Linked DNA regions of Mus musculus: regions 2, 3 and 4 are each linked to region 1. Evidence: chromatin contacts called from public ChIA-PET and HiChIP or PLAC-seq data. All regions are on one chromosome and are shown on one strand. The core of a region is the stretch at or near the end of the contact, and the rest is flanking DNA. Distances in the headings are between cores, read along the strand shown.

Region 1 (6,075 bases), core at 1,364-3,863:
TTCTACGTAGAATGACAATGACTTGTGTTGGCAGGGCCAAGCTTCCTGGGTTCAAGACTCAGAATAGAGCTACAGTACTCCTAACCTTAGGACAGACAAAAGTGTGGGGATTTAATGCCTAAAATATGAAAAAAGTCCAACTGATTACTTGGGACCCATCAAAATAAAACATGTTGAGCTGGGGATATAACTTGTGATAGTATGGTTGCCTAGCACACACAATGCTCTGGCTTCAGTATACGCATGGACACACACACACACATGAAAAAGGGGATTTTTTACCTAAAGTAAAAACACTTTCAAAACAGATGGGCTTTGGGAGTGTGAATGCAAAACAAATGATGGATTTTAGTAGATATACTGCCACATACTGTGTTCATATACAGTGCGTGTGTATGTGTGTGTGTGTGTATGTATACACACATACACACATATACACACACATATATGCATATATATCTTATAGCTATCTGACACTAAATGCTGCTTGTCATATAGAAAAGCAAGTGAGACCCACGGTGTGAACTTCCTGGGACAATCAGTGAGTGTATGTTTGTGAAGTTGAGCATGTGGCACACTTGTGAGGACTTGGATGGTTCAGTTAATTTGGAAAACAGTCTGGCAGCTTCTTATAAAGTTAAACATAAATTTGCTTTGATACCTAACAATCTCATTCTTCGATATTTACTAGAAACAATAAAAATGTCTACTTATACCAAAACCAGTATACAGAGATTTACAGACAAAAACTGGAGCCAATCATACACAACTGCACATATTTGTCAAAACTCATAAATTGAACACTAAAAAGGATGAATTTTATTATATGCAAATTAAACTTCAATAAACCTGAGCTACAAAAGACAGTTTGGGCTGGACAGAAAATAGACCTTGGAAGGAAGAATAAAAGGCAAGAAAATGTTTCAAGGGCTGCTACAGGCATGCTAAGATCTAATGAGAATCTGCCCTAGGGTGTGGCATCGTATCAGGCAAGGCAGGGAAACTTATCTCAAAGAATGACTGGACTTTGGAGAGAGTTAAGAGGTGCTGAGGTGGAGTTTATTCCAACAATGTGCAAGGATATTTACCAAGATAGGAATACTGGAGATGGCATAACTTCTGCAGGGAAGATGATCAGAGCATGCTCTGTGAGCCCACATACAACAGAGTAGGCTGTTGATTTTCACCAATCTAGAACACAGGAGAGAACTGTGTGCCTCTCAAGTGCTTGGGGGTATTTTCTAGGCTAGGAAGAGCATGGGGATGGTAGAGAACATGCTGGGGGTGAACCAGGGAGAAGACATAACTACCCCTTTCTCTCAGAAAAAAGGGCAAATAAAAGCTACATTCAAGGTAACGATGAGGCGGACGCCAGAAGAGCAGACAGCTATTTCCTATGCTGCTCAGGGGTACTGGGAAATGAGGGCCTATGTGTCCCAGTACACTTGGCAGAACAAGCGTAGGCTGGCCTCTCTGTGTTCTGGTGTAGCAGTGAGGATGGAATTCAGACTGGTGGGCTGGACAGCAAAGTGGCAGGACACTGGCAGATGACTCTTTGGAAAAGATTTGGGTAGGAAGAGTTAGATTCAAAAAGGACTTCTTGATTTTAATATAGGAGAAAGTAGATAATGTTGTATGGTGATAGTGGGGGGAAGACAGAGAAGAATAAGAGAGGCAGAAAAGGCAGGGAAAGAGAGCACAATTCAAATCTGAGAATGTTAAAACTGACGAAGCTCTCATTTTGTTTCTGTTGTTTGATGAACCAGGGGTTCTGAAGACCAGAAAAGAAAGTAATTCTCCTACATTTACAGTAAATGTGAGACCAGAACTGAGACTAGGGCTATACTATGTATGTTTCGTCTACAAAATGTATTTATTTGATGTATGTGTTTATGTCTGCGGAGGTCAGAGGATAACCTGCAGAAGTCAGTTTTTCTTCTCACCCATGCAGGTTCCAGTGACTGTATCAAGTTGTTAGGCTTAGCATAAGCAAATTTACCTGCTTAGCCATTTGCTGGGCCTAGCATATGTTTAAAATTGCTAATTTACTTTTGTTAGCCTTGCCCCTTTTTTGTAGTATAGTCTTCTTGAAGAAATAAAAAACCCCAATGCAAACATGGAATACAATGAATGCAGAAAAATTGTGTAAACCTATTATTCAGAATTAATTTCTACTAGCAACTTGAGGCATTTCCTTCGAGTCAGCAAGTTTTCTTTTTTAAAAACCACATCCTGTATACTAAGCATCATATGACACTGAACAGAAAAGAGGAAGACATCCTGCCTAATAGCTTGTTAACCAAGCTGACCTATTCCTCGTAAGGTACTACAGGTTTTCTTTGTAAGTAGTATGTGCTTTATTTTTCTCCAAGATTAATAAATATGAAAAATTATTTCCATCTGAGTATGTTAGTTAAACCAAATGATGGCTTTTGAATTGATCAGCAACAACCACATTAACAAAACTGCCAAATGAGGTTCATCAAGACCAGTTAACTCACGTCATCGCTAGAAGCCAGTTTTAGTGTGGCCGTTCCTTTGAAAGGCCTGTGCACATCTGTATCTATGCTGCTTGGAACCCGGAGATGAAAGGAGCACACACCTCCAGTAAGCACCAGATGGAGCTGCTGTCTAAGCCACAAAACCTGGACTTTGATGCCTTCCGCTTTAAACACTAATTATGTTTGGAGACAAAGATGTTCAGTTAAAGATGCTGTCAAAACTATTTTAACTTAATGCAGGCCCTTAGAGAAGGAAGCTATACCCAATGCAGGTCTATCCGAGGCCGGGTCTTCTGGCTTTCCTGCCTTTGCAGAATCACTTAAGGGCAATTGATAATACCTACAGCTTTCCCTTCTCGTGCCCTCTCGTTGACAGCACTGTCCAAACAGGAAACTTGAGTCACCGAACTTAAGTTGAGACATTAAGAAATAAAAGTGTCTCCTGCAGCATGTGCATACAGACACAGCGACCTGCTCTGACACGCTCTACGAATTTGCCAGAGCAGGTCTGATAAGGAGTATCAAAATGTAATGCTTGGTTTTTTTTTTTAAAGCTCATTTGCTTATATATTCTTTATAATCTTTTATTTAAAATTTTTCATAATTTTGATCATGTTTTCCCTTTCCCCAAATTCACCCCAGACCCCTACCTACCCAACCTGATATTTTCTCCCACTCCCCCTTTCCAAAAACAAAACAAAAATGAAAATCAAATAAAACACAAAAAACTAATAAGACAAAACAAACTCTAAATAGCACCCCCTTAAAAACTCCAAGTCCCATGGAGCCTGTTTTACACTGACTTCCTTGGAGTGTGGTTGATACATCCCAAAACACTCTGCTGGAGAAAACTGATTTCCCTTTCCTAGCCAGTATCAACTGCAAATAGCATCTTAGTTAGGGGTGAGACTTGCGTCCACTTCCTGTCATCGCTGGGATGACTCAAAGGAAACAGTGTCCAGACACAGCAGGACTGATACACATTTGAACTTACAGAGACCAGCACATGAGACCAGCGCAGGCTCAAACCAAACCACATTCTTAGAACCCTAAAGCAAATCCTACAGATGAAATGGTTGATGGGAAATTTTAATGGCTGAAGCTGCCTCCAGAAGCTAGCCAGGATTTACCCCATGATCTAAAATTCTATTTCATAACTTCCAGGATGAAACCCCTCGAGCTATAGATAGAGCTATTCTAGAGTAGCTGATTTCATCTTGAGTCATGAAGGCCTTCTGAGAACCTACTGCTGCTCTTTGCTCTCTGCTGCTCAACAATGGCTATAATTAGTGTGCTTCTTGCCCAACTGTTTCAAGTAGATTTGACACAAAACAACCAATTCTCCCTGGATTTCAATCTTGGACTAAACTGTCAGCATCTGCGCTTGCTAAGAGGGATGCAGTTCCTGTCCTTAAAGAGGGACTGGGTAGGGGGTCTATTAAACTCCTCACACAGTACTCCTTAAAGGTAACCAAAGGAAAGCCCGACCATCATAAAGGAGTATGGGAATAGACTGCTAAGGTCCTCCCCCAATACTTTGACTCCTGAAGGCCATTAGCTCTCCCCATAAAATCTGCCTCATTTCCACAGTGGCAGAGCCAAGAATCCTCACTGCTGTCCACAGGCTTTTAAGGACACACTTGGAGGCGCTAGGCCACATGGCATCCCACAGTAGCCAGTCTCTATGATTCCAACGTCAAATTTATAAAGCAAGGTTTTCATTAGGATTTGTAATGGAATTTGTGATTCACTTATATATTTTTTTAAAAAGCAAAGGAAAATGTGACAAATATCCCACGTCATTGTTCCCAACTTTTCCTTTTTCCACAGTGAAAAATGCTGACCTGACATGCCAAGACCTTCAGTACATGACTAAAAGGGTAGAGAGGAAGTGGAAGCAAAGCTGCAGGAAGATGCTTGCAGGAGATAAAAGACAGTTTCACTGTGGATCACAAATAGAAACTCTATGAGAAGGCTCTTCTGGAGATAGCATGATGATGATGATGACGACGGCTACGGTGATAATAATAATATCACTTTCCTGGCTACAAGAATAGGCAAACTCTTAAGATATGATGTTCTATTAATTCAAGAACAGAGCAAAGCAAAGCATGCTTAATTTGCATATCTTAAAGCTCTATTACATGACAGAAGCAGCCCATTCACTTTTAGCTGTTCACAATTCTGTTCAGGGGTTACCTCTGTGATGACTTTTCCTTCTGATTCCCTAAATACCACTATTATTATATCGCATCATACTGTAAAATACAAGTCCTGTGAAGACAGAACTGTGCTATGTCCTCTTCTTATTTGCATCAATGGACTGCTGAGAAAAAACTAGACCCTGAAGAGAGCAGACTGAACAAATTCTACTAAGTCCTAGACATAGGGTCACTTTGCCCATGAAGACTCACAATTTTCAAAAGACCCTGGGACATATATGATACCATTGGTGCTGCTCTTAGAGTGAAGAAACTGGGATTTGTCCAAGGCCACACAGAGCCTGTGAAGGCCAGAGCCAGGGTGAGTGAATGCACCACGTGTATATACAAATGGTACAGGGTGAGCGAATGTACCACGAGTATGTATAAATGGTACAGTTCAGCTCAGGCATGGACGACAGAGAAGACATGTTGTGTACATCAAAAGAAAAGAAATGAGGAGAAGAGAGATGAAGGAACTAAGAAGCAGAGGAAAGGGAAACTGGGAAGAAAAAAGTTCATTATTCTACGAAGAGAAACCGGACTTGTATGATTTTAGCAATGCAACCATTTCTGGAGACTTCACTATCTAGTGTAACCTGTACTTTGGTAAGTGATATTATATTTTCAACTACACTAAAATTTTCCTCCTTTAGCTACAGCAAAGTAAACAATCTATTCTGTAAAACATTTATAATTTAAACCTTTAAAGAAGAAAATGGCAAATTAGTCAACGTCTGAATTACACACTACTTTGAGAAGTATAGATTGATTGCTTCAAGAAAATACTGCAATGTAACAAGTTTTAATTAAAATTATACTGAAAGAGTATTTCCTAAACTGGGATCCAGGGTGTAGTTTTCAAGGGTCTGTGAGTTCTCAAAATAGGTCAGTATTGATCTAAAGTCTCTGTCTAAGACAAGTTAACAGGGACGCGAGGGATGGATGGCTCAGAGGGTAAACTGCTTGTTGTGTGAGCATGTGGGCCTGGGCTCAGATCTCCAGCACCCACATATAAGGCAGGGCTAGCAGCATGTGCATGTGACCTCAGCACTGATTGAACAGGCTGATGGCTGGAGCTTGCTGGCTAGGCAGCCTAGCTGAAACAACAAGCACAGTGAGAGACCTTAACTCAAAAGCACACACACACACACACACACACACACACACACACACACACACACACACACACACACAATGGCAAACAAGAGACGGTCACACCTGCAGTCAATTTCAGGCATCTATACGCACACCAAGGAGCACACTCGCCTTCATACACATGAGCATATCCACACTTATACTACACATACCCTCACACAAATACATTAACATAAACATATGCTGAGCTGTTATTACAAAATGGCCACTTATAA
Region 2 (6,075 bases), core at 2,375-4,874, 210 kb after region 1:
CACAGGGGTTTTTTGTTTTGCTTGGATGGTTTTTGGTTTGGGGGTTTGGTTTGGTTTGGTTTGGTTTCGTTTGGTTTTGGAGACAGGGTTGCTCTGTGTGGCTCAGCTGTCCTAGAACTCACTATGTTGACCAGTCTATCCTCAAACTCAGATATGACTGCCTCTGCCAAGTGCTAGAACTGAAAGCATGTGCCACCATAGCTAGCTGACACTGCAGTTTTTAAAAAATATTAAATGTTGATTTGATCTGCTTTATCTAAACCCAGTATATAAAGACTTCTATCTCAAAATCAAAGAGAAAAAAAAAGGCTACGACTTTATATAATATAATATCTTAATGAACAATCATCAAGCCAAAGAACTTGTCTTCATTTTAGATATATTGCTGGTAGTTTCCTGTAACTAAATATTACTGTAAGTATCTGTCTGCTGTTTGCTATGGGAAATTAACTGGTCTTTAGTATCAGTGAGGAACGCTTTCATGAATTATTTTTAATCTCTATGCTGTGGCTTTCCCTTTACTCGGTGCACATGGCAGCATCTTATCCTGACCTCCTGTGACAGCATCTTCTCTGGTGTGGGGTTGTGTGCATCAGAATGTCTCATGTAGAACATCCCTGTTAGGAAGTGTAGAGGAAGGCCAAAGCTTTCACACTCACAGTGCCCATTCTCATCTTCTGGGATTGGCACCAAAATAACCCTTTAGACAACAAGGGTGGCCATGTATGCCTGAAATCCCAGCACTCAAGAAGCTGAAGCAGTAGGATCGCCATGAATTTGAGTGTATCCTGGGATACATAATGGGTTTGAACCCAGCTTGGGCTACCTAGAGAGTCCCTGTTTCCAAAAACAAAATTTTAATAGCCCTTTATTTCTTGAATTTGTAGTATGATGTCTTAAAGCACTGGTTCTCAACCTTCTTAATGCTGTATGACCCTTTAATACAATTCCTCATGCTGTAGTGATCCCAACCATAAAATTATTTTCAGTGCTACTTCTTAACTGTAATTTTGCTACTGTTATGAATCATAATGTAAATATCTGACATGCAAGATACCCTGCTATTCAGCCCCTGGAAAAGGGTTATCTGACACCCCACCCCACCCCCAGGGCTGTGACCCACAGGTTGAGAACCACTGCCTTAAAGGGTCTAGAGTTGAAATATCTGAAACTTCTATTTAGTGTTGTATCTCTGGTATTTGACTGGTCTGGAAAGCTTTGACTATCCAGGGCCCTACAGGAAAGTGCACCTCGTGTCCTATTTGACGTTCGTTTTTGTTACTATTGCTGATGACTTACTTGAGTAATTATTGTTTGGGTTTTGGTTTTTCATTTTGCTTTGTTTTATAGCAAAGAAGTAAACGAGGAGGTTGGTCCAAAGGGAGAAAAAGGAAGAAACCTCTTCGAGACAGCAATGCACCTAAATCCCCCCTTACAGGATATGTTCGATTCATGAACGAGCGTAGAGAACAGCTTCGAGCAAAGAGACCAGAGGTTCCATTTCCAGAAATCACAAGGATGTTGGGCAATGAGTGGAGTAAACTGCCTCCTGAGGAAAAGCAGGTGATGGTTCCTGCGTCTGGAGTTTCCCTCGGTTTTGATTATATCTCAGAAATTGTTTGGGGGGCTGGAGAGATTTGGGGACTGGGTCATGCTTAAGCACACTCACTGCTACTCCAGAGGATTTGAGATCATTTCCTAGCATCCATGGTAGGTGGCTGACAGCTGCTTGTAATGTCAAGCCTCTTCTGGCCTGTGTAGGCACCTCCATAGACATGACATATTCACACACACACACACACACAGAGAAATATTTTTTTTTAATTTCTATCATAAAAGTAAAGAAGATGGACAGTTGATTCTTACTTGTGTCACAGTGCTTAGAAGATCAGAATATCAGAGGGTTGAGGCAGAAAAAGCACAATTTCAAGGCCCATCTAGGCTACAGAGTGAATTCAAGGCTAATCCAAGCATCTTAGAGCCTTCAACTAAAGGAAAATACAAAGGGGTTTGGGTGGTAGCACATAGCAGATCAGTTGCCTGCCTTGCCCGGGTCTGGGTTCAATGTCTAATTCTGCAAAAAGAAAGTGAAAAGAGACTATATGAAGCAAGGTGTTGAGACCTGGAGTAGTAACGTAAATTGACCAGTGCCACCCACTTAGCTACTGTCAAGTTGTGGAGAGAAATTCAGGCTGCTGGCTTTGTGTTCTAGGTTGAAGAGCATGCACCCTAAAGTCTATGTCTGCAGTCTCAGAGCAAAGTCTTTGTAGCTGTAACTAGCTAAGGAGAAGTAAGACTGGTTCAGATGGCCCTGTTCCAATGACTGGTATTCATAGGAGAGAAAGACAGGCTCTGGTGGAGAGAGGCATATAAAGAGGGAGGTAGAAATAGGAATTATGTTTCTGGGAGGCCAGGAACAGCTGAACCACCAGAAACTCAATGGGGAAGGAAAAGAATACCAGAATAGCAGAATCTTTGTGGTTCTTGTGTCTAGCACAGTGAGGAGAAACTGTCCCAAGATTTGTTGTCCTAAGGGGTTATGAGCCGAAAGGATTCTAGAAACCACCCCCCACCAAAGCAGCTACGTTTTCATTTGATTGTATACTGAGTTCACAGAAGAGTGTTTTGAAAAGTGGTTCAATATTAAGAAATTAAGAAATCTATCAAAGTAATGTATTCCATTGAGCTAAATGAAAGTCATGAATAAAAATGAGGGGAAAAAAATCATTTGCCAAAATTCTTCAATTCACATAAGAATGTTATTTAAGAAAAAGATTTTATTGCTTTACTGATTGTTTTAAGTAGAGTTCTAGCAAATTTTACCACTATAGGGAATAAAGCAAGAACCATCTGATCTCTCTCCTCTCAGACAGAAACTAACTCTGTTGTCACAGTGAAGAAAGCTTTTGTTAGAGAGATTGGAGGGGAATTAAGCACAAGCTCGCCATGCCCTGGGTAAAAGGCCACTGAGGCAGAGGGAGGCCAGGGCCTGGACTGCCAGGCTCTGCATTAAAGGCCCTGCTTCCCGGCATCTCAAAGATCTATATTTCTTTTATGTCTTAAGCTCTTTATGACTTGCATTCTTTAAAATGGATTCCAGAAAGACTGAAACCAAATTGAAAAATACTGTCTTGGGAATTAATTGAATTCAAATTTTTTCGAAGAGATGAGATTAATTTTCAATCTGAAGCTTCATGTTTGTGGTAGCAAGCTGGTAGCAAGCAGTTTATAACTGGGGGATCATCATCTGGACATACCAGGTTATTATTTCCTTTTTTATCTTTATTGCAAAGTTAATGCACACGCATGGTTTATTTTTTCTGATAATAGCAAAAGTAACAGTGGTTCTCTAATGATACAGCCACTGTCGGCTGATAAGGACTGGGTTTTATATGTGTTTGATCAGCTTTTTATTTTGAAATCATTTCAAATGCACAAAAAGTTACAAACATAGAAACAGTACAAAGAACATAAAGAAACCTTTTAAACAGCTTCTCTGTTGCTAGCACTTCCACCATTTTTTTTCTCTGAATCATTTAAAGGCGACTTACATATATGCTGGCCCTTTACCCCCAGAAGACTTTTGTATTTCCTAAGAATAGGGATCCTCTGTTACATAACTGATAAAGTCATCAAGTTCCCTCTTTCATGTTAACATAGTGCTGTGTGTGCTCTTGCCTGCAGACACTGAGGTAATGCCTTCCTGTACAGCATCCCTTCCACAGCATCCCTTCCTATGGCTTTAACATAGTACCCGGCTGTGCTTTAGTCAGACATGTGTGTAGTCAGTTGTGTGTAGTTAGACATGTGTAGTCAGATGCCTGTAGTTCTCCTCAGGCCGATCCCTGGTATAGCTTTGTCTTTATAAGTTATACCTTGATATTCTTAGAGAGTGAACCCTCTCCCTCCCCAAGCCTGACCCTTCCTCTGCCCCACCCCCACATCTTTTGCTTTGTTTTTTAAGGAAACATTCTTCATTTCCTGTTTGTCTGACATTCCCTCGTGATTAGATTGATGGTGGACATTCTTTATCAGAATAGATGATATATACTACCCAGAGTATCACATATGCAGGCATACCATGGCCTTTTATTACTTATTTGTAATTTTATTGACCTGATAAAGTTTTCCTTATAATTCATAAGCAGTCTATGGAGAGATATTTTAAAGACATGTGTAACTTATTTTATATCAAAGAAAAAAAAAAAACATTGTGTGATCTCCCCACACTCAGGCAGTGGCTCTCTTACCAGGTTCAAGGCCATCTACACAGTGAGTTCCAGGATAGCAAAGGATATATAGTGAGACCTTGTCTCGGGGGGAAAAAGGAGAGATTTATATGATCTAAAGAGAAACCAGAGCCAGGCATGGTAGTACATGCCTCTAATTCTAGCTTTTGGGGGGAAAAAAGAAAAGAAAAAGAAGAAAAGAAAAAAATTTCCTCAGGCTTAATATCCACAGATAAGTTTCACCTTACCTAATCTTTATTATTATGTTTACACAGTGCTAAATTTTTGAACTCTTAACACTCCCACACAGTTAGTTACCAGTTGACCCTCAGCCTTATTTTCTGTTCTTTCTTTCTGTCTGTTTGTTGAGTTTGGGGGGTTTTTTTGGTTTGTTTTTGCTCTGTGTTACCCTCACTGTCCTGGAACTTGCTTTGCACGCCAGGCTGGCCTCCAATCAGATCTGCCTGCCTCTGCCTTCCGAGTGCTGGGCTTCAAGGCGGCCCTCAGCTTTCTAATCGACGGGGGCTCTACTCCTCCTCCCCTTGAATACTTGCTTGCATTCTGTTTATTTTTGGCATGATCATAAATAATTCATATCATAAAGTTTATTTATGGTATAAATTTCTTTTATTCCAGTAGTTTCTAAATTAATACTATAGTTAGTTATTTGTTGCTCAAATCATCCCAGACTTGGGTATCTCTTACATCTGCTGGGTGGGGGACAAGATTTCTAACATAACCTGAATCTGGTTTGCTCATTTGCAGGCAGCACCTTTCATACTTTCTTATACCTAATTTGATGAATGAAATGGGCAAGGCAAAACAATTCTGGGCCATAGGATGAGGTCACTCTTCATGTTCTCCAGCTTTAGTGTTCCACTCGTCTGGCTTTTTAAAAGGCCAGAGGATATATGAGATCATTCACTCAAAATGAGTCGAAGGTAGAGAAACAAACTAATACTCCTTACCTTCCCCTGGGAACGTGAGCCTCTGTGGGGTTCAGACCTCTAAAGAACTCTAGTGGCCGTGTGAAATTCTATCTGCAGGGCTCAGGAGATGGCGGACTGTAAGCTTCATGAATGTTTTATGGTGGTGCTCTCAGTAGAACTTACCTTCATTAAACTGGGAAAGGCAACACACAGTTTAGTCAGTCAGTCATTCGTTCATTTATTCTCTAAAGGATGTGTTTTGTTTATTTATGTGTGTACGTATGTGTGCAGAGGTCAGGACAGCTTTCAGCACCAATAACTGACTTCAACCATATGGCTCCCAGGGATCAACCTGAACTTGCCATAATTGGTAGCAAGCCCCTTACCTACTGAGCCACCCCACCAGCCCTTGTTTATTTTATAATTGAAAGATTTTATTCTATACCTATACTACTTTCAGCTTCTTTCCTACAATATACTGACATAATTTTTTTAATGTTTTAATTGCACTGTTTTCTTTAAAAAGATAATTGATATTTCACCCAACATCTCAGGTTTATTGGGGGTTTTTGTTAATATTTTTAAATAATCCCACATTTCCTTCCTAGCGCTACCTTGATGAAGCAGACAGAGATAAGGAGCGTTACATGAAGGAACTGGAGCAGTATCAGAAGACCGAGGCCTACAAGGTCTTCAGTAGGAAAACACAGGACCGTCAGAAAGGCAAATCTCATAGGCAAGGTATCAGAACTAAGTGTAGTTTGTCATGTGTGATGGAATGTTGTAAAGCCAGCTGTTAAAGTAGCATACATGAAAGATGTGTTTCTGCCATCTCTCTGTTATCCTGTATTCACTTATAGGGTTAAAGTAGCAAGTATGATAGATGCGTTTCTGCCATCTCTCTAGTATCCTGTATT
Region 3 (6,075 bases), core at 1,028-3,527, 180 kb after region 1:
CCAGGTTTCACAGGTATGGGGCTGCTTCACAGCAGGTAACTATGACTTCCCTCATGCTCTGGCAGAGGCATGGTTTTGCCAACTGCAGATGGTTTCTGCAGTTGTGGGACATTTGGACTTCTGGGGACCTTTTAGAAGTTATATAAATGCTAGGACCTCAAGAGGCATGTGGGTTGTTATTGTTGATTGTTGTTGGTCACAGTTTGTTAAGTAGTCATGTGCAGAGAAGAATCAAGAAAAAGAAGAAATTTGGCATCCTGACAGCAAAGATTGAGCTTGCCCCAAGGTATTTGATTCCCCTAATCAGCAAGGAGTAGTCTAACTATAACATTGCCAACTTTCTAACCCCTGACTTTATTCAGGGTTCTCTTTCCTTTCCTATCCTTTTTTTCTCTCATATCTAGTGTTAGGAGGTTGAAAGGGTGGAAGAAAAAAGAACCCACAAGATAGCCAAAGACAGCTACATAGAGCAGCAGTGAACATGGTTGAGAAGGTATCTCTGTGGTAGGATGAAGCATCTTTGACTATATATGCCCAAGAGTGCTATTGGTGGATCTTGAGGTAGATTGACATCTTCCTGAGGGACCACCACACTAATTTCCATAGTGGCTATACAAGTTTGCACTCCCACCAGCAATATGTGAGTGTTCCTCTTACTCCACATCCATGCCAGCACGAGCTGTCAACTTGTTTTGTTGATCTTAGTCATTCTGACAGGTGTAAGAAGGAATCTCAAAGTAGTTTTGATTTGCATTTCCCTGATGGCTAAGGATGTCAAACATATCTTTAAGTGTTACTCAGTCATTTGAGTTTCCTCTTTGGAAAATTCTGTTGAAATCTGTAACCCATTTTCTAATTGGGTTGTTTGTTTTCTTGATACCTCGTTTCTTGTGTTCCATATGTATTTTGAATATTAGACCTCCATGTGATGTGTAGCTGGTGAAAATCTTTTCCCATTCTGAATGCCTCTACTTTGTCCTTATGACAGCATCCTTTGCCTTACAGATGCTTTTCAGCTTCATGGGGTCCTATTTATTAATTATTGATCTTAGTGCCTATGCTAACAGTGTTTTATTCAGAAAGTCTTCCCTATGTCAGAGAATTCAAGGCTGTCCCCAACTTTCTCTTCTATCAGGTTTAGCTTATCTGGTTTTATGTTGAGGTCTTTGATCAATTTGGAGTTTTTTGCAAGGTGATAAATATGGAATTATTGCATTCTTCTACATGCAGACTTTCAATTTGACTAGCATCATTTGTTGAAGATGCTTTCTTTCTAGTATGTTTTTGGTCTATCAAAAATTGTGTCTGTGGGTGTATGGATTTATGTTTGGGTCTTCAATTGGAGTCCATTGATAAATGTATCTGGCTTTGTGCCAATACCATGTTTTTATTACTATAGCTCTGTATTTACAAGTTAAAATCAGGGATAATGATACCTCCAGCAGTTCTTTTATTATTCAAAATTGTTTTAGCTATGCTGGGTTTTTGTGTTCCCATATGAAGTTGAGACTTGTCCTTTCAAGGTCTGTAAAGAATTGTGTTAGAATTTTGATGGAGATTTCATTGAATCTAGTTTACTTTTGGTAGGATGACCATTTTTTACTATATTCACTAGTAAGCCAGCCAAATCTTACTTCCCCAAAGGATGCATTTGTGAGACCTTTCACTCAAGAACAGATACAGGATACCAAAGATGTGGCTGCAGCCAGAGAAGATTTAGTTGTTGTTAATATGTTGCTTTAAACCTTTTATATTATATTTTCTTTCAGCATGCCAAGATTCCCTTTTCTTTAGTTTTCCTTTTAAAAATTATTTAAAAGTTTATAGGACCAGGTTATTATGGAACCAAATTTGATTGATTATGCAAATGATAAAATAATACCTTTTAAAACATTCATGGTTTAAACATTTTTTATTTTGTTCCCACTCCCCCTACCTCCATCACCACCACCTCCTGCAGCCAGGGCCTCATGCTTGCTCTAACACTGAGCTAAATCCACAACCCCTTAAAGATTTTTAAAAAGCATAACATTTATGCTTTTTTTTTTTGGTTTTTCAAGACAGGGTTTCTCTGTATAGCCCTGGCTGTCCTGGAACTCACTTTGTAGACCAGGCTGGCCTCGAACTCAGAAATCCGCCTGGCTCTGCCTCCCAAGTGCTGGGATTAAAGGCGTGCGCCACCACGCCCGGCTCATTTATGCTTTTAGACAGAGACATTTCAAAAGAAAAGTAAACATTTCACACAGGAAGCTAGAGCATAATCAGAGCTGCTGAGGAAGCAGAGATGGAAGGATAGCAAGTTCAGGGCCAACCGGGGCTGGCTGCTAGTGAGTGCAGGCCAGCCTGGGCACTTGGTGAGACCCTTTCTCAAAAACAGAGGCAAAAAAAAAGCAAAAGGGTTGGGAATGAATGTAAATCAGGCATAGCACACAGGAGGCCCTCAGTTCAATAACCAGTATCTTGAAAAAAAAAAGTTTTTATTTTTTTAGATCACATGAAGACAGTGGATAGACTAATACTAGAATGATTCGAAACAAGGGGTGGCATTCACAATTACATTTGCATTTTAATATGGTCACTGAATACTCTGGAAACAGACTAGGGACAGGTCAGACTGATAGGAGGCTGTTAGAGTAACCAGGACAAGAAAAGGCTTTACATGTGACAATAATGAGAACCTAGAAAAGAAGGTCAATCATGGGGGTTGGTGGGGGATGGGGTGGTGAGGGACTGGTTATGACGGAAAGGCGAGGCAGCTTTGAAAAGGGCACTTGGGCTTTTTACCCTGAAAAAAAGAAAGTCCTCTCTAGAGGACAAGGGCAATGGAACAGATTTTAACAGAAAGAATATGGATCCCATTTTTTGTGTGTTCATTGTTGTTTCTGTAAAACATCAAAAGACTACAATCCATTGCAGGTACAGGCTCAGAATTTTAAAGACATCAGCAATACAAGTTGCTGTTTTACAGTAGAATGGGGAAAAGTCACTAGGAAAGCATACAGAGAGATCAGCAAAGGCTGAAATAATGCATAAAGATAACAGGGAACAAGAACGTATATAAGTATATATCCAGGTATACAAGTAGTAGGAAATGAATTTGAAGAATCATTTACAGCATCAAATGCTGTTGAGAAGTTAGAGCAAAACTCAAGCGGTCATTCGGTCATTGGACTGGGGAGATGGCTCAGAGGTTATAGTACTTGCCTTGCAAGAATAAGGACCTGAGCTTGATTCCCAGAATCCACACCATCACAAAAGGAGGTGAGGAGAGGGGCACAGTGGTATAATCCTAGCTCCGAGGAGGCAAAGATGGGATTCCTGGAGCTCAGTGGATAGCCAGCCTAACTTACTTTTCTTGGTGAGTGCCAGACCTGTAAGAAACCCTTGTAAGTGACGCTGTCTGAAAAAGCAGTGGGAAAGAGAGAGTGCACTTGGGAGATGATTCAGTCTCTAAAAGTCACCAGGAAGAAAGACTGGAAAATGGATCCCCAGAACTGCATGAAGCTTAGGTGAGGGGGCGAGCGTTCACCAGTCATCCCATTGTGCCTTCAGCAGGCTGGAAGACAGAAACTGTTATCTTGGAAGCTCAGTAGACCAACTAATTTGGTTAATGCAGTAGAGATCAGCAAGGTACCATAACTCAAATGAGGTGGAGGTGAGGACTGACACCCAAGGCTGTCCTCTGATCTCCACATGTCTGCACCGCACCATACTCAGAGACACAAGTTCTCATACAAATGAATATGCATATACACTCCACGCAAATACACATCAACACACACATAGAGTGGGGTGCTGGAGAAGTAGTTCAAGGATTAAGAGCACTGGCTGCTCTTGCAGAGGACCAGGAATTGCTTCCTGGTACCCACATGGCAGCTCACAATCATTTGTTACTCTAGCTTCAAGGGGATCGGACTCCTCTTCTGGCCACCATGGGCAATGTAGGCACATGGTGCACATACATACGTGCAGGAAAACACTCATATACATAAACAAAAACAAGTAATTTACTTCTGTGTGTATATTTGTGTCTATGTACATGAGTGTAGGTGCCTGTGGAGACCATATAGGATCCCCTACAGCTAGAGTTACAGAATGTTGTAAGCCACATAACACAAGTGCTGGGAACCAAACTTGGTTCCTCTGGAAGAGCAGCAAGTGCACTTAACCGCTGAGTGAGCCATCATTCCAGCCCCCAAAATAAAATACATTAAAAAAAAAAAGTAGACAGCACCTAATGATCCATCCACACCCAGGCTTGTCCTCTATTCTCCACAGACACAGGCAACACCTGCACACACTCACAAGTGTTCATCAGAAGAAGCACCGCAGGGGCTGGTGAGATGGCTCAGTGGGTAAGAGCACCCGACTGCTCTTCCAAAGGTCCGAAGTTCAAATCCCAGCAACCACATGGTGGCTCACAACCATCCGTAATGAGATCTGACTCCCTCTTCTGGAGGGTCTGAAGACAGCTACAGTGTACTTACATGTAATAAATAAATAAATAAATCTTTTAAAAAAAAAAAAAAAAAAAAAAAAGAAGCACCGCAGAGGGTAGCAGTGCCTGAGACGTCTCCATAAAGTTAGATATAGAAACGGGATTCCTGTAGGTTTCAGTTACAATGGAAGGAAAAGAACCAAGGTCCTTGAGGGAGCTAGGTCACTCTTGGCATGGTGCCTTCTATAGATAACAAAGATGCATGGGAAATCACAGCACAAAATGGTAAGACTCCTGATGCTCAAGTTTAAGTGCCAAATTTACACGAATAAAAGAGCTGGTAGCTCAGGGAATCAAGAAGCCAGCTGGCAGACTCAGCAGCATAGCCTCCTGTGTTCAGCATTCTTTGTTAAATCAGTGTGCCATGGAGCCACGTTCACTGTTGCTGACTGCATTGCCTGTATATACTTTCCTTGGATAGTCTGATGTATAACCTTCATCGTCTTCAGACAAGGTCTCAAGTTCGTATTTGCACGCCGCTCTTTGGAACCATCAGTTTCATGACACCTTCTCTCAGAGTACAGCCAAGAATAAATTTCTTTCTTCTCAGTTCATATGCTGCCACAAAACTTCCCCAGAGTTGTGAGATGAACACATTTTCTATCTGGAGTCAAGATTTACTTTGTATAATTCATGTTGCCAATAACCTTGAATTAATTTTGTCTCAATTATTGTTTCAGTCTACGAAATAAAAAAACAGAACATTGGGCCTGGGGATGTAGTTCAGTTAGTAGAGTGCTTCCTAGCATCCACAAACCTTAGGTTTATCTCCAGCACAGTGTAAATTGAACATGGTAGTGGCATGCACCTGATATTCCAGCATTGAGGGTGTGGAATCAGGAGAATGGCAAGATGAAAGTCATCCTTGGTTGTATAGTGAATTTCTGGCCAGTTTGTGTTACCTGAGACTCTGCTTTAAAATCAAAAATAATAACTTGGGTTTTTTTTTTTTTTTTTTGGTTTTCCGAGACAGGTTTTCTCTACATAGCCCTGGCTGTCCTGGAACTCACTTTGTAGACCAGGCTGGGCTCGAACTCAGAAATCCGCCTGCCTCTGCCTCCCGAGTGCTGGGATTAAAGGCGTGCGCCACCACGCCCGGCTAACTCGGGGGGTTTTTTTTGCCTTTATATTTATCGCCTAAACTTTATTTTTGTAAAGACTTTTAAATTCCTTAAAATAAACAATTATACTAAGTTTTCAGATGTCTCTTTGAGGTCAAGTAAATGCTTTTGTGTTTGCTCAGTTCTTTAGGCATAATCACTTCCCCAGTTATTCATCTTCATTCAAAATGTCTAGGTCAACCAACCAAGGAATGTACAAGGAGGGATTCATGGCTCCAGATGTGTATATATATATATGTGTGTATATATATATGTGTGTATGTGTGTGTGTGTGTGTGTGTGTGTGTAGCAGAGGATAGCCTTATCTCCCATCATTCGGAGGGGAGGCCCTTGGTCCTGTGGAGGTTTAATGTCCCAGTGTAGGGGGATGCTGGAGGGGTGGGGTGAGAGAGGGTGGGTGGGTGGGCAAGCACCCTCATGGAGGCAAAGGGGAGGGAGGAGAGAGAGGTTTTGGGA
Region 4 (6,075 bases), core at 1,163-3,662, 170 kb before region 1:
CCCAGCAGAACACAGGCCAATCTGGTACCTGGCAGAAAAACTCAGAACTTAATAGATTTTGGCACTTGTTCCACAAATATTCATGCAACTGTAAATAGTAAGTAAAAACCCCATAGGTAGAATAAACCCCAAATGCCTACCATTGGCAATGTTTCTGTTGCTTACCTGGTTTAAAGGCACAGACAAACTGACTTTAAAACCCAAGTCCCACCAGGTGGCTAGCTGTGGCAACCAAGGCTGTAACAACTGATTTTGCAATTTATTTTCAGTCCTTAAGCCTATGACCTCTTGAATTCTTCAAACATATATATTCAAATACTATGTCAAACACTCTGTCCTGGCCTGGGTGAGGTTCTCCCTCATAGTGTGGCCTGGGGCACAGCTGCCTAGACATCAAGGCAAATTATGTTCTGAGGCAGCAGAAACAGTGATTAAAGAGCTGTGATTTTTTTTCAGGCACAGATTCCCCTCCCCGAGGACTGGGTTTGGTGTGGGCAATGGCTGGGGAGGGAGGGAAGCTCGCTAACACACAGTTCCATCTTCTGAGGCTTCTTGAACGTCTCCATCCAGTCCTATCTTCTCTCTGTCTCCTCTACACTCCACAGCTTCCCTCGGCCTTCCTGGTAGCACCATCCAGGCCTCTAACCGTCCTTGCAACTCTCTCCCCACCCCCTCTTCATTTACCTCCTTCTCATCACAACACTGTCTTCTGGTTCCACTCAATAAGGAGAGATCTTTCTGGAACTTGCCTGTAATTCCATTAGGGTAGAAACCAGATCTGCCTCCTCTCCTGGCAGACCTGTCACCAGCATTCTTTGTGGCTCTAAGCTGAGGAGGGGGGGGTCTCATGGTCACTGTAACTTTCTCCAGCATCTATGACAGCCCCAAGGGTCTGCTGTGATGGTGATGATGCTGAAGTACCATCTATTCTTAGCCAATGAGATACCAGGGAAGATCTCCCAAGAGGCTGACGAACAGGACTTTGGAGAAGACAACTTGGGTTTTCCCTTTCTTCTTTTGATGTGGCTGCATCTGGAGGTGTAGACTCTGGGGGTGGGGTGGGGGCTGGACTCACCCAGCAGACTGAAGGGAAGAGATTCCTGGAGAGGTCAGCAGGGACCCCAGCTTGGGCTTTTCCTGTCAGTTAAAACAAGGCTCCTGGTAACAAAGGACTCTGGTCTGCTTTCTGATTTCAAGGTTTCATCCCATTTTACAGATGGAGATGTTGAGTTGGCCAATCTGTAACAATAAAAGTAGCTTCAGCAGAGGGCCTGTAGGGTTAAGGTAACTTACACCACGTGGTTATGAGTGACTGGTGTTCTTCTAAAGGATCAGAGTTCGATTCCTAGCACCTACATTAGGCAGCTCCAAAGGATTGGATGCCCTCCTCTAGCCTCTACAGGCATCTGTACATACCTAGCACACACACATATCACGCAAATAAAAATTAGAAATGAATCTCTTTTTAAAAGATGCTCATTAGCTCAAGCCCCGGGATTCTAGAGAGAAGGGCTTCCAGCAGCAGGCCTGCTGTGCTTCTTCTTGGGGGTGTTTAGGGAAGCCTGGGTGTGCCTCTCTTTAAGCCCTGGCACGTGTAACCCACACTTGGGAACTCAGCTGTCTGATCAACCCAGTTGGTCCTAAGGTAAGCCTCGGTAAGGGTGGTGATTTGTGGACAGTCTCTGACTCATTCTTTTCACCAGCCCACCCCGGGCTCAGGACTCCAGAGGCCTCTTCTGCTGAGTGGGCAAACCCTGTCTGGAAAGGGTTCCCCAGGACCTGCTTGCCCTACAAAGAGAAATTCCAGAGGCATTCTTGATACGAAACACTTTCCCAGAGACTGGAAGTGACAGATGGGGAGGCTGAGGCTCTGAGTTAGGTCAATCAAGGTCCGTCCACTAGTGAAGGGCAGAATCCAAACTAAACAAAAGCTGAGCCTGAGTCTCCAGACTCCTGTCTCCCTCTATCACAGTTATGAACTGAAGATGGAATGGGTGAAGATTTGCACGGGGTCAAGGACCCGTGCCTCATCACACTGAGGTCCCTTAGCTAGTTACCTTCTCAAAACAAGTCTCCACTCTCATAGCCCCGGGACCAGGACCGCAATTGAGTCCGCCCCGTGCTGTGAGCAACTTGAGGGTAGGACCTAGTCTAGGGCATGAACTGCTAAAGTTGGAATGAATGGTGGACGTCCTTTTCCGGGGTGAGACCCTAAGAACCTAACCTCTTGGGGCCGGCGAGAGTAACAGTCATGAGATTCCTAACTTGTTAGTTCTAAAGCTAAACTGGGCCAGGACTTGAGCAGGCAGCAGGGTGGCAGGTGGCAGGCGGGGCTGGGGCTGTGCAGGAGAAACTCAGCAGCTCAACTTCCTGTGGGTTAGAGCCCTGCGCCTGCCCTGGGGGAGGTTGCACAAACCTTCCTGTGCCGGCCTCAGGCTGCCTGCCTGCCTGCCTGGCCTGTGCACATCCTTCCTCTCTCCCAGCCTCTGCCTGCCACCTGGGCTGCCTGCCCTGGGCCTCAGCCTGCGTCCTCCTCCATCAGTGGGGCTGGCGAGAGCCTAGGCTGGAAATCGTGGCCCACCCTTCCATCACTGGGCAGGGCTCCTTCCTCATTTCGCTGCTGATTCTAGCCCCAAACAAAACAGGTTGAGCCTTTTTCCTCCTCCGGCAGTTGCCTCTGGCTTGTGGCTGCCTTCTGAGCGTTTCAGACGGCGCCGGCTGGGAGTGGGAGGGAGGGCCTGGGCTAGCCGCGCTGGGACTGGGACGTGCTCCTGGCTCCTGGCCCATGTTCAGCCCTGCTTGAAGCAGGAGTGCTAGCATTTGACACAACAGACGCCCTTGGAGGATGATGGCCCAGCTGCAGTTCCGAGATGCCTTCTGGGTGAGTGGAGTCGACTGGGGGCGGTGAGCTTGCCGAACAGGTCCAGCCAGGCAGGAATCACCTTGGAGACTGACATAGGGGTACAGTTTCCCCATAAAAATTGTGCCTTGACTTTGGTCTTAATTATCATGGAGGTGGCCTGGGCCACAGTCTCTACTGACATGAAAGGCAAAAGAGGGGCCCTGGCTAAGATAATGAATTTCTCTCACAGACATCACCCCCACAGCCAGAGGGATGGCCTCAGGCTGTTTCTCCTCAGGGGCATGCTGCCCCAGCGGCAGAGCTCACCAGGACAGCCTAATGGAGGATTTGAGGAGGATACATAGGGAGGAGTGTACAAGGGAGAAGTCAGCAGCCCAGACACCAGACCAACTTTAGTTTGGTTCGGGTCTCAGCTTTGTAAGGGCTGGGTCGGTTGCTGTTTCTCTCTGGGCCTCAGTTTCTACATCTGTATAATGGAGATAAGTACAGATATTTGACAACTGAAGGTGATCCAATGCAGTAAAGCCCTGGTGCCTTGCCAGAGTTAAAACTCTTTCACCCAGTCTCTGATCTCTGCATACCTCAGGTTCATGAACAAGGCAGCTGGGCTAGGCAACTTCCTGCCTGCTGTTTCAAATTCAGGGCAGGTGTAAAACAAATCTTTTTGCCGGTGAGATGAGGAAACCTAGCCAGGAGGGCAGTAGAGGCCACAGCGCTTGCCCAGCTCTCCTGCTTTTCCACTTTTCCCTCAGCTTCCCCTAGTCTCCTCCACCCCTGACTGTCCCTTGGAGACACAAGGCTGAGACCTTTTGGTTAAAGCTGGGGATGTCTTTCTCCTGAGGATAACTCTCCAACACCACAGGGGACTCTCAGGACCTTTTACTCACCCAGGGCCCACTCCTAAGGTCAAAGCCAGGAGGATGAGGGTTAGTAAGCCACCTTCCTTCCTCTCTGCCAGCTTTGCTTGGGGTCTGTGCTAAAGTATGAGTGGCCTTCCTCCCTTGAAACTGACTTCACAGAGGACAGAGGGCCTTGCCTGGAGAGGGCACCTTGTACCTGTCTGGGCCTCAGTTTTCCTGTGTTTACAGAGAAGAGTGTAGGACCAGTCCAGAGCTGCAGATGAAAGCAGCTGCTTTGGCCATCTCATTCACCGGGGTGCTCATTGCTCAAGGTGAATCCAATCGCTGCTCTGACTTAGAAACCTGCAACCCAGGAAGGCCAGAAACCCTGGTCCATTTTATCCCTAGTGTCTCAATCCCAATCCCAAATGTCTGGCCTCAACTTCCCCAGATCAAAGCCAAGAAAAGCAGCAGCCCAGTGGCAGGGACCAGGCAAAAGGATGACATATAAGACATCAGGGCGTGGTGGCAGCAGTAGGACCCAGCTTCCCCGGGGCTGCTTCCTAGGTAATGTCTCGCCATGCCCTGTACTGGCTACACCTCTGGACTGCTGCTGGCATCCTGGGCTTCTCTTCACAGTGGCTCCCAGGGCCTTGGTTAGGAGAAGCTTCCCAGGGAAGGCAGAGCAGAGACAAGGAGGAAGTGGACAGTGGGACCCATTCAACTGCCTTTGAATCCTGCAGCCTGGCAGTAAATAGTCTTAGGCCTAGAGCGGTGGCAAATGCCTGCAATCTCAGCTTAGGCAGAGAGAAGAGAGCCAAAGTAAGTTGAAATAAAGCAGGCCTTGTCTGCATGGTAAGAGCTTGTCTCAAGTGACAGGGAGAGGCAGTGGGTGTAGTTATGGAGAAAGGAAGAAAAGGAAAGGATATCCAGTCTTTTCTTTTTTAATGAAATTTTATTTATTTTTATTTTATGTATTTGGGTATTTTGCCTGCATGTGTCTGTGCACTGTGTGCATGCAATGCCTGTGGAGGCCAGAAGAGGGCGTCATATCCTCTAGAACTGTAGGTACAGATGGTGGTGAGCCACCACGTTATGGGAGGAATTAAACCCAGGTCCTCTGGAAGAGCAGCTAATGTTCTTAACTGTTAAGCCATCTCTCTAGCCCCAACATCTAGTTTTTAAATAGTAGAAGGAAACCTCTGAGCTGGATGGAACAGATCATTTATCTGGCAACTTTGTCTATCCTGAACACAGGTGGGAACCAGCCAGATTTCTAACATCAGTTCATAAGCAGGAGGGAAACAAAGGTGTCCTGGAACTAAAGACTCCGTTACTAAGAGCTATCCCCAGAGCTCATTCATATGCTTATAGGAGATACCCGAGAGCCGCGTGTTGTGAGCATGTGTGTGTGTAAGGATTTGTGTAAGTGTGGACATGGATGTGTGCCATGGTGTGTGTAGATCAGAGGGTGGCTCCTGGGTGAGACTCCCTTTCGCTTGTTTTGAGACAGGGTCTTCTGTTTGCTTCTGTGTGCACTTGGCTATCTATCGGCGCTTGAGTTCCCAGGAATTCTCCTGTCTCTCACTCCAGTGCTGCTTCAGGGACTCTGGGATTATAGACAGGAGCTGCACCTGATTTTATGTGGGTTCTTGGATTCAGAGTTGAGTCTTTCTACTCACATGCAAAGTGCTTTACCCGCTAGCTATCTCCCCAGTCCTACCCCAAGATTTTAACAGGCCGTGCAAAGTTTATTGACCCACAATTTGAACAAGTAGCATAGAGGACTATCCTCCCAGACAAAAAACGCCACCATCTACGAGTTCAGCAGGGGCCGTTTGCTGGACTTGCTGCTATTGGCTGTCTTTTTGCCTCACCTGAGTAGCCGGCTGACCTCCCTCCCAGCTGTCTGCAATTTTGCCCTAATTACACGTAGCCTTGCCTCAGGTTCAGGGAAGGACTAGGTGAGAGGTTCCTCCTGTGAAGCTCTGGGGGAGATTAGCATCCGTGTGTGGAGTGAGTACAGACCTCCTATGGGCTGCTTTAAGGTCATCTGTGCTCCTTCCCATAACCCCCCACTCATTGCTCAGTAAGTAAACTCAGTGGTTCCCCACCATGGTCTTAAGTGGAATCGTACATCAGTTTATCATTGGGACCATGGAGGAGAGGGTAGATCTTTATGCCTCCATCTAGGGAAGGAGTTTTAGCAACAAGTGTGTCCATGGGGTCCTGTAGATACAGCCATTCGTAGGGGCCTGTCTGGGGCTATAGATATAAATGTTGATGAACTGGACCTAATAGAGGCATTCTCCCCGGATAGCTAAGGAGACAAAGAAGTTATAGAAAACAGATATGATAGGCTGGACATGATGG

The links. ChIA-PET counts read pairs in DNA pulled down with a chosen protein or histone mark. HiChIP or PLAC-seq counts read pairs in DNA pulled down with a chosen protein or histone mark.
Region 2: a contact with region 1 is called in an H3K4me3 HiChIP or PLAC-seq map of bone marrow-derived macrophages, with 5 times the contacts expected there. The contact joins two enhancer-like sites. A contact is called at or near these places in 10 of 484 Hi-C or Micro-C datasets (the HPC-7 cell line, bone marrow-derived macrophages, brain and 7 more) and 7 of 115 datasets of contacts at active chromatin or transcription factors (the HPC-7 cell line, bone marrow-derived macrophages, embryonic basal ganglia and 3 more).
Region 3: a contact with region 1 is called in an RNA polymerase II ChIA-PET map of memory CD8 T cells, with 110 read pairs. The contact joins two enhancer-like sites. A contact is called at or near these places in 1 of 484 Hi-C or Micro-C datasets (Sertoli cells), 6 of 115 datasets of contacts at active chromatin or transcription factors (CD8 T cells, the HPC-7 cell line, bone marrow-derived macrophages and 3 more) and 2 of 9 other capture datasets (adipose tissue and pancreatic islet).
Region 4: a contact with region 1 is called in an RNA polymerase II ChIA-PET map of memory CD8 T cells, with 376 read pairs. The contact joins the promoter of Pstpip1 here to the enhancer-like site in region 1. A contact is called at or near these places in 2 of 484 Hi-C or Micro-C datasets (bone marrow-derived macrophages and macrophages) and 3 of 115 datasets of contacts at active chromatin or transcription factors (effector CD8 T cells, memory CD8 T cells and pancreatic cancer cells).

What each region holds. Positions count from the first base shown.
Region 1 is chr9:56,262,243-56,268,317 of GRCm38.p6, forward strand. All of the region lies in intron 3 of Peak1 (pseudopodium-enriched atypical kinase 1), which reads right to left. Peak1os (a long non-coding RNA gene) reads left to right here. Exons shown (of 6, transcript XR_003948326.1): 5 at 4,332-5,311. Among named protein-coding and RNA genes, the nearest start is that of Peak1os, 24 kb to the left of the region's middle. Within about 2 kb of position 2,614, at least 153 of the 459 cell types and tissues checked have an H3K27ac peak or open chromatin away from gene starts, as enhancers often do. A contact at or near this core is called in bone marrow-derived macrophages, effector CD8 T cells, macrophages and 2 more, where this site is marked.
Region 2 is chr9:56,475,832-56,481,906 of GRCm38.p6, forward strand. Hmg20a (high mobility group 20A) reads left to right here. Exons shown (of 10, transcript NM_025812.3): 4 at 1,351-1,563; 5 at 5,767-5,899. Among named protein-coding and RNA genes, the nearest start is that of Hmg20a, 60 kb to the left of the region's middle. Within about 2 kb of position 3,625, at least 11 of the 459 cell types and tissues checked have an H3K27ac peak or open chromatin away from gene starts, as enhancers often do. A contact at or near this core is called in bone marrow-derived macrophages, where this site is marked.
Region 3 is chr9:56,446,969-56,453,043 of GRCm38.p6, forward strand. The region is part of intron 1 of Hmg20a (high mobility group 20A); the gene reads left to right. Among named protein-coding and RNA genes, the nearest start is that of Hmg20a, 31 kb to the left of the region's middle. Within about 2 kb of position 2,278, at least 6 of the 459 cell types and tissues checked have an H3K27ac peak or open chromatin away from gene starts, as enhancers often do. A contact at or near this core is called in memory CD8 T cells, where this site is marked.
Region 4 is chr9:56,087,564-56,093,638 of GRCm38.p6, forward strand. It overlaps Pstpip1 (proline-serine-threonine phosphatase-interacting protein 1), which reads left to right and starts at 2,413. Exons shown (of 15, transcript NM_011193.3): 1 at 2,413-2,881. The coding sequence starts at 2,846.